Linked DNA regions of Zea mays: region 2 is linked to region 1. A link is a contact called in public Hi-C data. All regions are on one chromosome and are shown on one strand. Each heading gives the region's core, a stretch centred on a gene start, on an enhancer-like site or on the middle of the called end of the contact. The rest is flanking DNA. Distances are from core to core; before and after follow the strand shown. Region 1 has its middle 23 kb from the start of LOC100191394. Region 2 holds the start of LOC100272910 (Glycosyltransferase family 61 protein).

Region 1 (5,305 bases), core at 377-2,876:
ATGATGTTCTTGTGATACTTTAGGGGACTCAGGTTGTTTCCTGAGTACCTCTCCGTAAGGACTTGTTTGGGGAGTGACAACCCGGAATAACAGTACAACCATGAGGGTGGAATGGGACTCCCTTAGCTAATTAATTAGAGGAACCAGAGGAGTAGTTGGCTTCGTCGTAGGGCCGTCAATGGGGTCCGAGCACAGTACTTGCTCTGCCGAGGCTGGTTGCAGAGGTTCTCGATTTGGTTTTGTTAGTCACCCTTCCTTTGGGGAGATGTACTGTGTTTATCAAACTGGAGAAACCTAACGGGCGACTATGACCTCTGGGAAATCTTTGTAAAGGCTACGTAGTGATACCCTCCTAGGTCACCTTGGTAGTGATCAATGGGGAGGCTAGAACCCTGGGCAGAAAGGGAATCACGACTTGTGGGTAAAGTGTGCAACCTCTGCAGAGTGTTAGAAACTGGTATATCAGTCGTGCTCACGGTTAAGAGCGGCCTTGGGATCCTCTTTGATTAGAAGAACTTTGATTACTTTTATGATGATGGTTAGCAATGATGGTTATAATTTTGATCTCTAGTATTTCCTCTTGGAGGGAGTGCTTCTGGGTAATAACTGGGTTTATTATTAAAATTCGGTTCTACTTATAGTAATAAAAACATGACCAGCTAAAAGCAACAACTTAACCTTAACTCCACATACAGCTAGTCCACTTTAGCCAAACGGGACATTTGTTGAGTACGTTGATGTGTACTTGCCCTTGCTTTACAAACCACCCCACCCTAGGTTGTCCCCACTGTACTCAGTGCTCAAGAGGAGATGCTGGCAGCATGGATGTAAGGCCCAAAAATCTGTATAAGAAAAAAATAAAATAAATACAGGAAGGAATGAAATAGCAAACTCATATATCTCAAATTATACTTGAGTACTGAAAATCGAGGACTCAATTTTGAAAACCAAGAATCATTTTAGAAAAGTAGTAATAGAAAAGTTTCCTATTCAACTAAATGAATATACATTGCATTAAATGATGCACCATAAGCATTTATTTACATGAATATCTAATTTTGAAGTAACTTTTACTTCTCATTCCAGATTCATAGTACTATTTTTTAATGGAAAGAAAACAAAATGAGTGTTTCCCATATTTCAAACATCTATCAAACAAGTAAATCAATTAAAATAAATATATATCTATTGCTCCATAATTGAATTTGAAGTATGTATTAAATTGGAATTAGAATTTTGTAATAATATGGGAATAGAATAATGAGATGAGAATTTGGGTTTTAACCCAAAGGAGCAAATTTAGAATTTGAGAAAAGAGAAGAAAATATTAAACAAAATAAATAAATAAATAAATTTTCGCCATAATAGTAGGTTCAAATTTTACTGTTAAAGATGAGTTTAAATTCACAAATGAGTGGAATTCAAATTTGAGATTTAAATTTGAAAGGGAAGAGAGAAGAAAAGAAATAAAATAAGAAAAAGAAAAGAGAGAGAAAAAAAAAGAAAGAGCTAGCTGGGCCATAATCCTCACTACTAGGCCCAAATTGGGCGACCCACTCACCCGCGTGGCCCATCAACACCCTGGTCGCGGCGCCGACAGGTGGCCCCGCCTTGTCAGCCACTCCACGCACGCACAGTCTTCACTGACATTTGGGGCCCGCAAACCAGCCTCCGCGCGCGCGCCCATTTCACTGGCTGGTGGGCTCTTCACGTCAGCTCTACCATTTTCCCCCTTTCTTCGCTGCACTGCTCGGATATGCTCGGCCCTGGCGCACGTCGCGGGATCCATTGGAGCCACCCACGACCGACCTCTAGTCTCGGCTTGCCTGAGCCCCACACGCACGGACTGCTGGTCGGACCCATTTGTCTGTCGCCTCAATCGAGCTGCGACTTCGCCTCAACGTAATACCGGCCATGGCGGAAGTACGCCGTGAACCCCGCAGCGCATGGCGTGACCTCGTCAGCCACGATCCTATATGTTGCGCCGCATTCTTTCCTTTCCTTCTTACCTTCTCCAGCGTGCAAAGACCAGCGCCCAGACCCGACCTCCATAGACGTCGTGAAAAGAAAAACATAAGTCCCCGCCGCCGCTGCGAGGATTGAGATTAGGGGCGACTCTGCCCCTGAACCGTACCTCGGGGGGGGGCTCACTGGAGGTTGGCGAAGCTGGGGATGGAAGCAATCACGCTAGTGATATCCGGTTGCGGTTGAATTCCTCGCCGGAGTACAAGCGCAGCCGCGGATCCGCTCTCCTCCGTGGGCAGGCTCGCAACCTCTTCAATCGCCGGTGAGACCCCTCTCTGCAGTTTCGCCATCTTCCCCTCTCAGTGTAGTAGTGATCAATTTCTAGATGGGGCGGTTTGGAACCATATTTCGTGCTCGCCGGCGAACCGGCCACCGCGGGGAGCTGAGCTCCGTCGCCGGGGCGCTGTCGGGTTAGGGTAAAAGAGCCTGGGCGTCGGATTGGGAACGTGCGGTCTGGATCGGATCTTAGCGTACCAGTTCACTGGGTTGATCTAGAGCGTTGGCGGTTGATCGGACAAATCGGGTGATGGGGTGATGAGCACCGTCGGATCTGGATCCGAGGAACCACACTACGTACCGATTCATTAAGTGAGTAGATCTAATCCTGTTCGCACGATTTGAATCCAGCGGCCTAGAACTCACCATACCCATTCAGCTGGCTAGCTTTATAAAATAGCCCCTGTCCTTTTATCAAATCAACCCGCGGATGTGCTTTGAGTCTTGCGGATTCTTGCGCCAGAGACCCTACCTTTTCTAGTATTTGACGCCCAGTCCAGAAAATTAGAAATTCAGTAAAAATGATTAGAAAATGATTTTTATGTGAAAATAAATACTAGAATGTGTTTAATTCATAGAAAATGCATACTTGGTCCAAATTTATTCATTCCAGTTCCTATAATTTTATAATAATGTTGTTTATCACATAGTGTCTCTGCTTTGACATGAAAACCATATTAAAATATATCTCTTAATTAATCTTGTATCGAATACTTAAAACCTTTAGAAAACCATAACTCTTTCATTTTGATTCCGAATTGACTCGTTCCAGTTGTGTTAGTCTCGTATAAATATTTACTATGAAATAACAACATTTATTATACCATGTATCATTATTTTATAATCATATCTGTATTTAACTGATGTTGGTTAGTCTGGTTAAACTGCTTATAAACTACTGGAATATGATCTATGGTTAATTTATAACTTAGATTAAAGTTGAGATAATTATTCATAGAATAACCTCTTATATGATTTATATTAACCAATTTATGATATAGTTTAACATTTTAATCACATAAATCCTCTATAAAATCATAACTCCTTACCAGTAACTCCGATCGTAGTAGTTCTCGAGCCCGCGATCTCGTAGCGACGCGTAGATTGTTATGATTTAGTTTGTACTTATGTTTGGTGTGATGTTAATTTTATCTATACCATGTTTGTTTGTATTGCTACGACTAGCGCGAGGTTTCGAGGATCTGAAGAATCACCCTGGTAACTGGAATCTCAAGTGCCAGACAAGTTGTGCCCTTGATCCACTTTTGTTACCCAATAATGTTCTTTATTATCACTTATTCATGCATAGGTTTAATTTTGATGGGACCTAATAGGTCACCCTAGTCTTTTATCATGTTTACCTTGTTTACCTCTGATTCACTTGGGTAGTTATGCTATTGCATTATGTGGTTTCGGGATAATATTTCATTACATCCATGTTCCAATTATTCTGTTATGTTATTTATGTTCATGAAAAGATCATTATGTTATTTGGAACATGGAGCGACCACCCGGGAAAACAGTGCTACCACAAGGGTTTAATGGGACGTCCTTGGCTGATTAATTAGGAAAGCTAGTGGATGACTACCTTACCCGAAAGGGCAAGGGCAGTAGGGGAGTGGTTAGTGTAGGGAGTTCCTTGGGTTGATTATGCTGCGATGGCGGTCAGGCGAGGGATTCCTGCACTGAAGCTTCCTATAATCTGTAGCGGGTTTTCTGAAGCTAGTGGAACTTTGTAAAGGCCTCATAGTCTTACCCTGCCTCGCCTCCTTGGTAGAGGTGTATGGGATTCATGACCCCTTGGCAGATGGGTAACATGACTTGTGGGTAAAGATGCGCAACCTCTGCAGAGTATAAAATTGGTATACTAGCTATGCTCACGGTCATGAGCGGCTCGGACCCTCACATGATTAATCTATGGAATTAAAACTCAATTTGTCATTTGCATTTGCATGGGATTATTTATTAATTTTGTTCTATTATTTATTATGGTTTGGTATTTAATTACATTTAGTAATTGCTAATAAAATTTGACCAACTTATTAAAAGCAATGCTCAGCTTTAACCCCTATTGTTGATCAGCTTTACACATCACATGAACTCCCACCTTTGGTGAGTTCATGCCACATTATTCTGCACAGCTTGTTGAGCTATGAACGTATGTGAGCTCACCCTTGCTGTCTCACACCCTCCCCCCACAGGAGAAGAACAGGTGGTTCAGGAGGAGTCGCTTAATGAGGAGTTCGATTCGATATAGGTGGCGTCTCCCAGTTGACTTTCTGGCGCCAAGGATAGATTTTAGATCCTGCTATATTCATCTTTTATTTTGTAAGACTCCCACTATGTGATAAGTACTCTGATTATATTGAGACATTTATCTCTATACACTCTGTTATTATATATGTTGTCTTCTTTGGCGCATGTATGAGATGCACCCGGCTTTGTCCCTTAAAGCCCGGGGTGTTACAATGGAGGACTTTGAGGAGTTCCAGGACTACAATGAGTTCTAGTTTATCTTAGTGGCAAACCCCCAGTCAGCTGCATGTGTAGGCTTATCTACTACGTTTCGTATTTCCGCACTTTGATATTAATATTGAAGACTATGGTTATGTATTAGACTCAGTGGATGTCTTGGACATCTTGTTGTAATAAAGTACTTTTCTGCTATTTACTTTGAGCACTGTGTGATGATGTCCAATTATGTAATCGTTGTGTACGTGAGTTCTGATCCTGGCACGTATATGGTTCGCATTCTGTTTGCCTTCCAAAACCGGGTGTGACACGTAGCCGCTCCCACCTCGCCGTCGTGCACACCTCAAGGGGGCACTACCGCGCGCGTGTAACGCCCCGAATTTTGCAGTTGAATTTTTTTTCTTTTCTTTACTCGCCAAAATTCGGGCGTTACCTTTCCTTTTCTTTTTCCCTCGCTAAACCTTGACCTTTTCCAAAGTTCTAGCGGGATTCGGTTTGGATTTCCCGTGTAAGAAAAACCCTAAATGCTTTA
Region 2 (5,139 bases), core at 131-2,630, 140 kb before region 1:
GCCAGTCAGTCCGCCCATGGCCAGCACCATCGCCGGCACGGGGGACCGCACGTCGCACGCCGGCGCGTCGGCGCTGGACGCCAGCTCGCGCACCGTCACCTCCTTGATCCCGCCCTGGTGCTTCCGGGAGTAGGGGCGGACGCGCCACTCCTGCGGGTTCGGGTTGCCGCCGCTCTCGATGGACGGCGCGATCAGCACGGTGCCCGCCGACCCGTGGATCCGCACGTCGCCGTCGATGTCGCACACGTCGGACGCCCACGGGCCCTGGATGTCGCACGCCGGCTTCTTGGCCGGAGCACTCTCCGTGGCGACGCCATCGCCGCCGCTGATACCACTGCTCCTACCATCATCGTCTGCAGGATTGGATGCTTTCAGACAGAAGCAATGAATATGAAACTAACACGTCTCTGCTCTGCACACGGCCACTTTCGGTTCTAAAATAAAAAGTAGACGAGTTCGAGACTGATCGCAAAGCAAAAGCATACAGAATAAGCTCGTGTGCTAGCTTTCTTTTTCTTTGTCACGATTGATGATGAGGATGAAAAGAAGGGGGGTGTGGATTTGCAAAGTACCAGGGACAGGCTTCTTCTGGTCCTCATCTGTTTCAGCATGGGGCCCTTCAACATCAACGCGTGGCGGCTTCTCTTCCTTCGGAGGCTTCTCCTCCGGTGCAACCTCTGGCTTGGGTGGCTTCTCCTCTGCTCATGGTAAGAAAAACAGACGTGGTATTTTTAAAAAAATGATAAATTTTGCTGAATTCTCATCACCAAATTAACGTGCTCTGATTATTCGTTGACAGGAAGGAAGGAAAGACAAGGCGGGGCCGGGTAGAGGCTGATTTTACCTATGGCAGGAGGCTGCTGCCTCTTCTCTTCGACGGCCGAGGTGATCGGCGACCTCGTGGTGTGCGCGTGGCCCGGCGATGTCCTCCGAACAGCTGCGCACGTCAGCTCAATTCCCATCAGTTTCCGCAGGAAATAACTTGCTCAAACTGGAATGGTGTTTTAATTATTGAGCCCCAGCCTCCTATGGATTTTCTGCTGGAACCAAACCCATGTCAGACTCAGAGCAATTGAACTCACCGTTGGGCGCCGTGATCGCGAACTGCTCGGAGACGGTGAAGTAGGTGAGGAGCACGAGGAAGAAGCCGAGCAGGAAGCCAACGCCGAGGTACTTCTGCGCGGCGCCCTTCACGTTCCTGATGACCTTCCCCGGGTCGCCGCCCATCTTCCGTCGTCGTCGTCGTCGTCGTCTCCGGCGAGCGCGTGAACCCCTGGCTCCCTCTCCCCTTTCAGCTTACTCGCTGGCTTCCTCCCCCGCGCCGTGATGATAGAGAGATATGGAGGCCTCGCCGCCGCGTGTGCAGCAGGTCTCCCCGGGACACCTTAGCTACGCGGACACGGGAGGAGAACCTTCCGAGAACTCTCTTCAATGGACCGGTTCTTGGTGGTGCGTGATGAGTTTTATGGGCGGGCGACTACGGCTGCTGGCAGCTGGCCCGAGGGGAAGACCGAGCCAAACGCCGCTCTCCCTCGTGATGGCTATGTTTTAGAAATTATGCTTAGGTCACGTTTCGATCCGCCCAGTAAACTATTAGCTGGGAAAAAATAGCTAATTGTTAGCTAGGTGATACTCCCTCTGTTCTATGATATAATGTGTAACAACTTTTTATTCTTGTCCCACAATATAAGTCATGCTCTCTTTATCTGTATGTATACGATACAGTGGTATATAAAGAATTAAATATATTTCTTAATCTTTGAATCAGAGATGGTTATGCCTTATATACTGGAACGAAGAAAGTAGACGAGAACTTATTAGCTGGTTTATTAGTTAAGGGTCATCTAATTCTTAATAGCTAATTGTTAGCTGTATGTGGTCTAAACTGAATTTTAGGCATATAATCACAAGCATTATTGTCGGGGATCATAATTAGGGGTACCCTCAATGCTCCTAATTCTCAGCTGGTAACCACCATCAGCATAAAGCTGCAAAGGCCTGATGGGTTCGATTAAGTCAGGGACCAGTCCATTCGAGGGACTCGATCACGCCTCGCCCGAGCCCAGCCTCGGACAAGGGCAGCCGACCCCGGAGGATCTCCGCCTCGCCCGAGGCCTCCCTCCAGCGGCGAACATATTTCCGGCTCGCCCGAGGCCCTGTCTTCGCCAAGAAGCAACCCTGACCAAATCGCCGCACTGACCGGCCAAATCGCAGGAGCATTTAATGCAAAGGTGGCCTGACACCTTTACCCTGACGCGCGCCCCTCAGCCGACAGAGCCGAAGTGACCGCCGTCACTTCGCCGCTCCACTGACCGGTCTGACAGAAAGACAGCGCCGCCTGCGCCGCTCCGACTGCGGTGCCACATGGCAGAGTGAGGCTGACAGGCAGTCAGGCCCAGCCGCGCGCACCATAGGAAGCTCCGCTCCGCCCGACCCAGGGCTTGGACTCGGGCTAAGCCCCGGAAGACGGCGAACTCCGCTCCGCCCGACCCAGGGCTCGGACTCGGGCTAAGCCCCGGAAGACGGCGAACTCCGCTCCGCCCGACCCAGGGCTCGGACTCGGGCTAAGCCCCGGAAGACGGCGAACTCCGCTTCACCCGACCCCAGGACTCAAATTCCGCCCTGGCCTCAGCCAACAGCCTCCGCCTCGCCCGACCTAGGTGCTCGGACTCGACCTCGGCCACGGAAGACGGACTCGACCTCGACCTCGGAGGAGCCTCCACATCGCCCCAACCTAGGGCGCAGGCCGGCCACGTCAACAGGAGGCGCCATCATTACCCTACTCCGAGCTGACTCAGGCTATGGGAAACAAGACCGGCGTCCCATCTGGCTCGCTCCGCCAGATAGGCAATGATGACGCCCCGCACGCTCCTTGATGATGGCGGCTCTCGGCCCCCTTACGGAAGCAAGAGGACGTCAGCAAGGACTCGACGGCCCCAACAGCTGTCTCTCTGCCAGGCTCCAGCGCTCCTCCGACGGCCACGACATCACACAAACTGGGCGCCAAAATCTCTCCGGCCGCCACGATGGCGTGTACTTAGGGCGCTAGCTCTCCTCCGCTAGACACGTAGCACTCTGCTACACCCCCATTGTACACCTGGATCCCCTCCTTACGCCTATAAAAGGAAGGACCAGGGCCCTCTTAGAGAGGGTTGGCCGCGCAGGGACGAGGACGAGACAGGCGCTCGCGTGAGGCCGCTCGCTCCCTCCCCCGTGTGGACGCTTGTAACCCCCTACTGCAAGCGCACCCGACCTGGGCGCGGGACGAACACGAAGGCCGCGAGATTTCCACCTCTCTCTCGCCCATCTCCGGCCACCTCACTTTCCCCCCTTCGCGTTTCGCCTCGCGTCGACCCATCTGGGCTGGGGCACGCGGCGACACTTCACTCGTCTGCTCAGGGACCCCCCGGTCTCGAAACGCCGACAGTTGGCGCGCTAGGTAGGGGACTGCTGCGTGTTGACGAACAGCTTCCCGTCAAGCTCCAGATGGGTAGTCTCCAGCAACCTCTCCGGCCCGAGACGGTGCTCCGTTTCGGGAGCCTTGAGTTCATGTCCCTCGACGGCAGCTACGACATGATACTCTTTCCACCGCCGGGCGACAGCGACAATGGCGGCCGACAGTCCGCCTGCAGGCGGCGGGATCGACGACGTCTTCCCCTCGTGGTGGAAGAACAACCGTCGAGCTCGCCCCGTCCTCTTCCCCGCCGACGGAGGAGGAGGCGGGGCAACCAAGGCCAAGCAAGAGGCGGCGCCTCGTCGGCCGTCGAGCGAGTCGACAACGCCAGCACTCCAACGGAGGGCGCGCCGGGCATCGACCTCACGCTTGAGACGAAGACGAGCGCTGTCTCCCCGCGACACGCCAATCCCGAGCAAACGGACGACGCCAGCACGCTCGCGAAAGGCTTGCTGGGTGTCGCCCTCGTACCTGAGACGACGGTGCAGTCAGTCCCCGATGTGACTTCATCACCGCCCGTCGACCAAGAGGTACCGACCGGTTCCCATCCCATGCCTTTCGGATTCAGCCTCGACCCGCCTAGCGGCTCCGCTTTGGCGGACGCTCTCGCAGAGGCAAATCCGAACCCTCTGGGGTTTCGTATGCGGTCACCTTGGGACCGGCTGACGGACGTCTCAACCTACGGGCCCTCTGGGTCCAAGGAAGACGACGAGCCCAGCTGCTGTTGGGATTTCTCCGGACTTGGCAACCCCAGTGCCATGCAGGACTTCATGACCGCATGCGACTACTGCCTTTCCGACTTTTCCGACGGTAGTCGTAGCCTCGGCGACGAGGACTGTGGCCCGAGCCGCGAATGTTTCCACGTCGATCTAGGGGGTCCCTCCGAAGGCAACCATCTCGGTATGCCGGAGGACGGTGATCTCCCTAGGCCGGTGCCTCGCGTTGACATCCCACGAGAGCTAGCTGTGGTCCCCGTTCCGGGGGGGGGGTCACGACCCACAGCTTGAGCAAATCCGCGGGGTGCAGGCCAGGCTCGACGAGGGAGCAGGAGCGCTTGAGCCAGTCCGCCGAGACGTCGGGAAGGCATGGGCGGGCCAACCTCTGGCCGGAGAAATGTGTCATCTACCCTAGGGCTTCCAGCACCGCATCGCCGACGATGTCAGGGTCAGGCCGCCACCCGCATCCAGTGGGGTCGGCCAGAACCTAGCTGTAGCAGCAATGCTCCTCCACGCGATGCCGGAGTCATCAACCACCGAGGGGCGGCGAATCCAGGGAGAGCTCAAGGATCTCCTGGAAGGCGCCGCGGTCCGGCGGGCCAAGAGCTCCGCCTCCCGAAGGCAGGGGTACCCCTCGGAACATCATGCCGCGACTTCCCGATTCATGCGGGAAGCCTCGGTCTACACCGGGCGCACGCGCAACACAGCGCCTGCGGCCCCGGGTCGCCTCGGTAACAAGCACCATCACCGCGACCGTCGGGCCCACCTCGACGAGAGGGTGCGCCGAGGCTACCACCCCAGGCGTGGGGGACGCTACGACAGCGGCGAGGATCGGAGTCCCTCGCCCGAACCACCCGGTCCGCAGGCCTTTTGCCGGGCCATACGACGGGCACCGTTCCCGACCCGGTTCCGACCCCCGACTACTATCACAAAGTACTCGGGGGGAGACGAGACCGGAACTGTGGCTCG

Evidence for each region. Hi-C and Micro-C count contacts between places; a contact is called where the count stands out from the background.
Region 2: a contact with region 1 is called in a Hi-C map of endosperm, with 4 times the contacts expected there. The contact joins the promoter of LOC100272910 here to the enhancer-like site in region 1. A contact is called at or near these places in 4 of 25 Hi-C or Micro-C datasets (ear, endosperm and leaf).

The regions. Positions count from the first base shown.
Region 1 is chr3:26,165,487-26,170,791 of Zm-B73-REFERENCE-NAM-5.0, reverse strand. No RefSeq gene overlaps it. Among protein-coding and RNA genes, the nearest start is that of LOC100191394, 23 kb to the right of the region's middle. Within about 2 kb of position 1,626, at least 18 of the 20 cell types and tissues checked have an H3K27ac peak or open chromatin away from gene starts, as enhancers often do. A contact at or near this core is called in ear, endosperm and leaf, where this site is marked.
Region 2 is chr3:26,306,957-26,312,095 of Zm-B73-REFERENCE-NAM-5.0, reverse strand. It overlaps LOC100272910 (Glycosyltransferase family 61 protein), which reads right to left and starts at 1,380. Exons shown (of 4, transcript NM_001147362.1): 1 at 1,083-1,380; 2 at 845-937; 3 at 573-698; 4 at 1-353. The coding sequence starts at 1,227.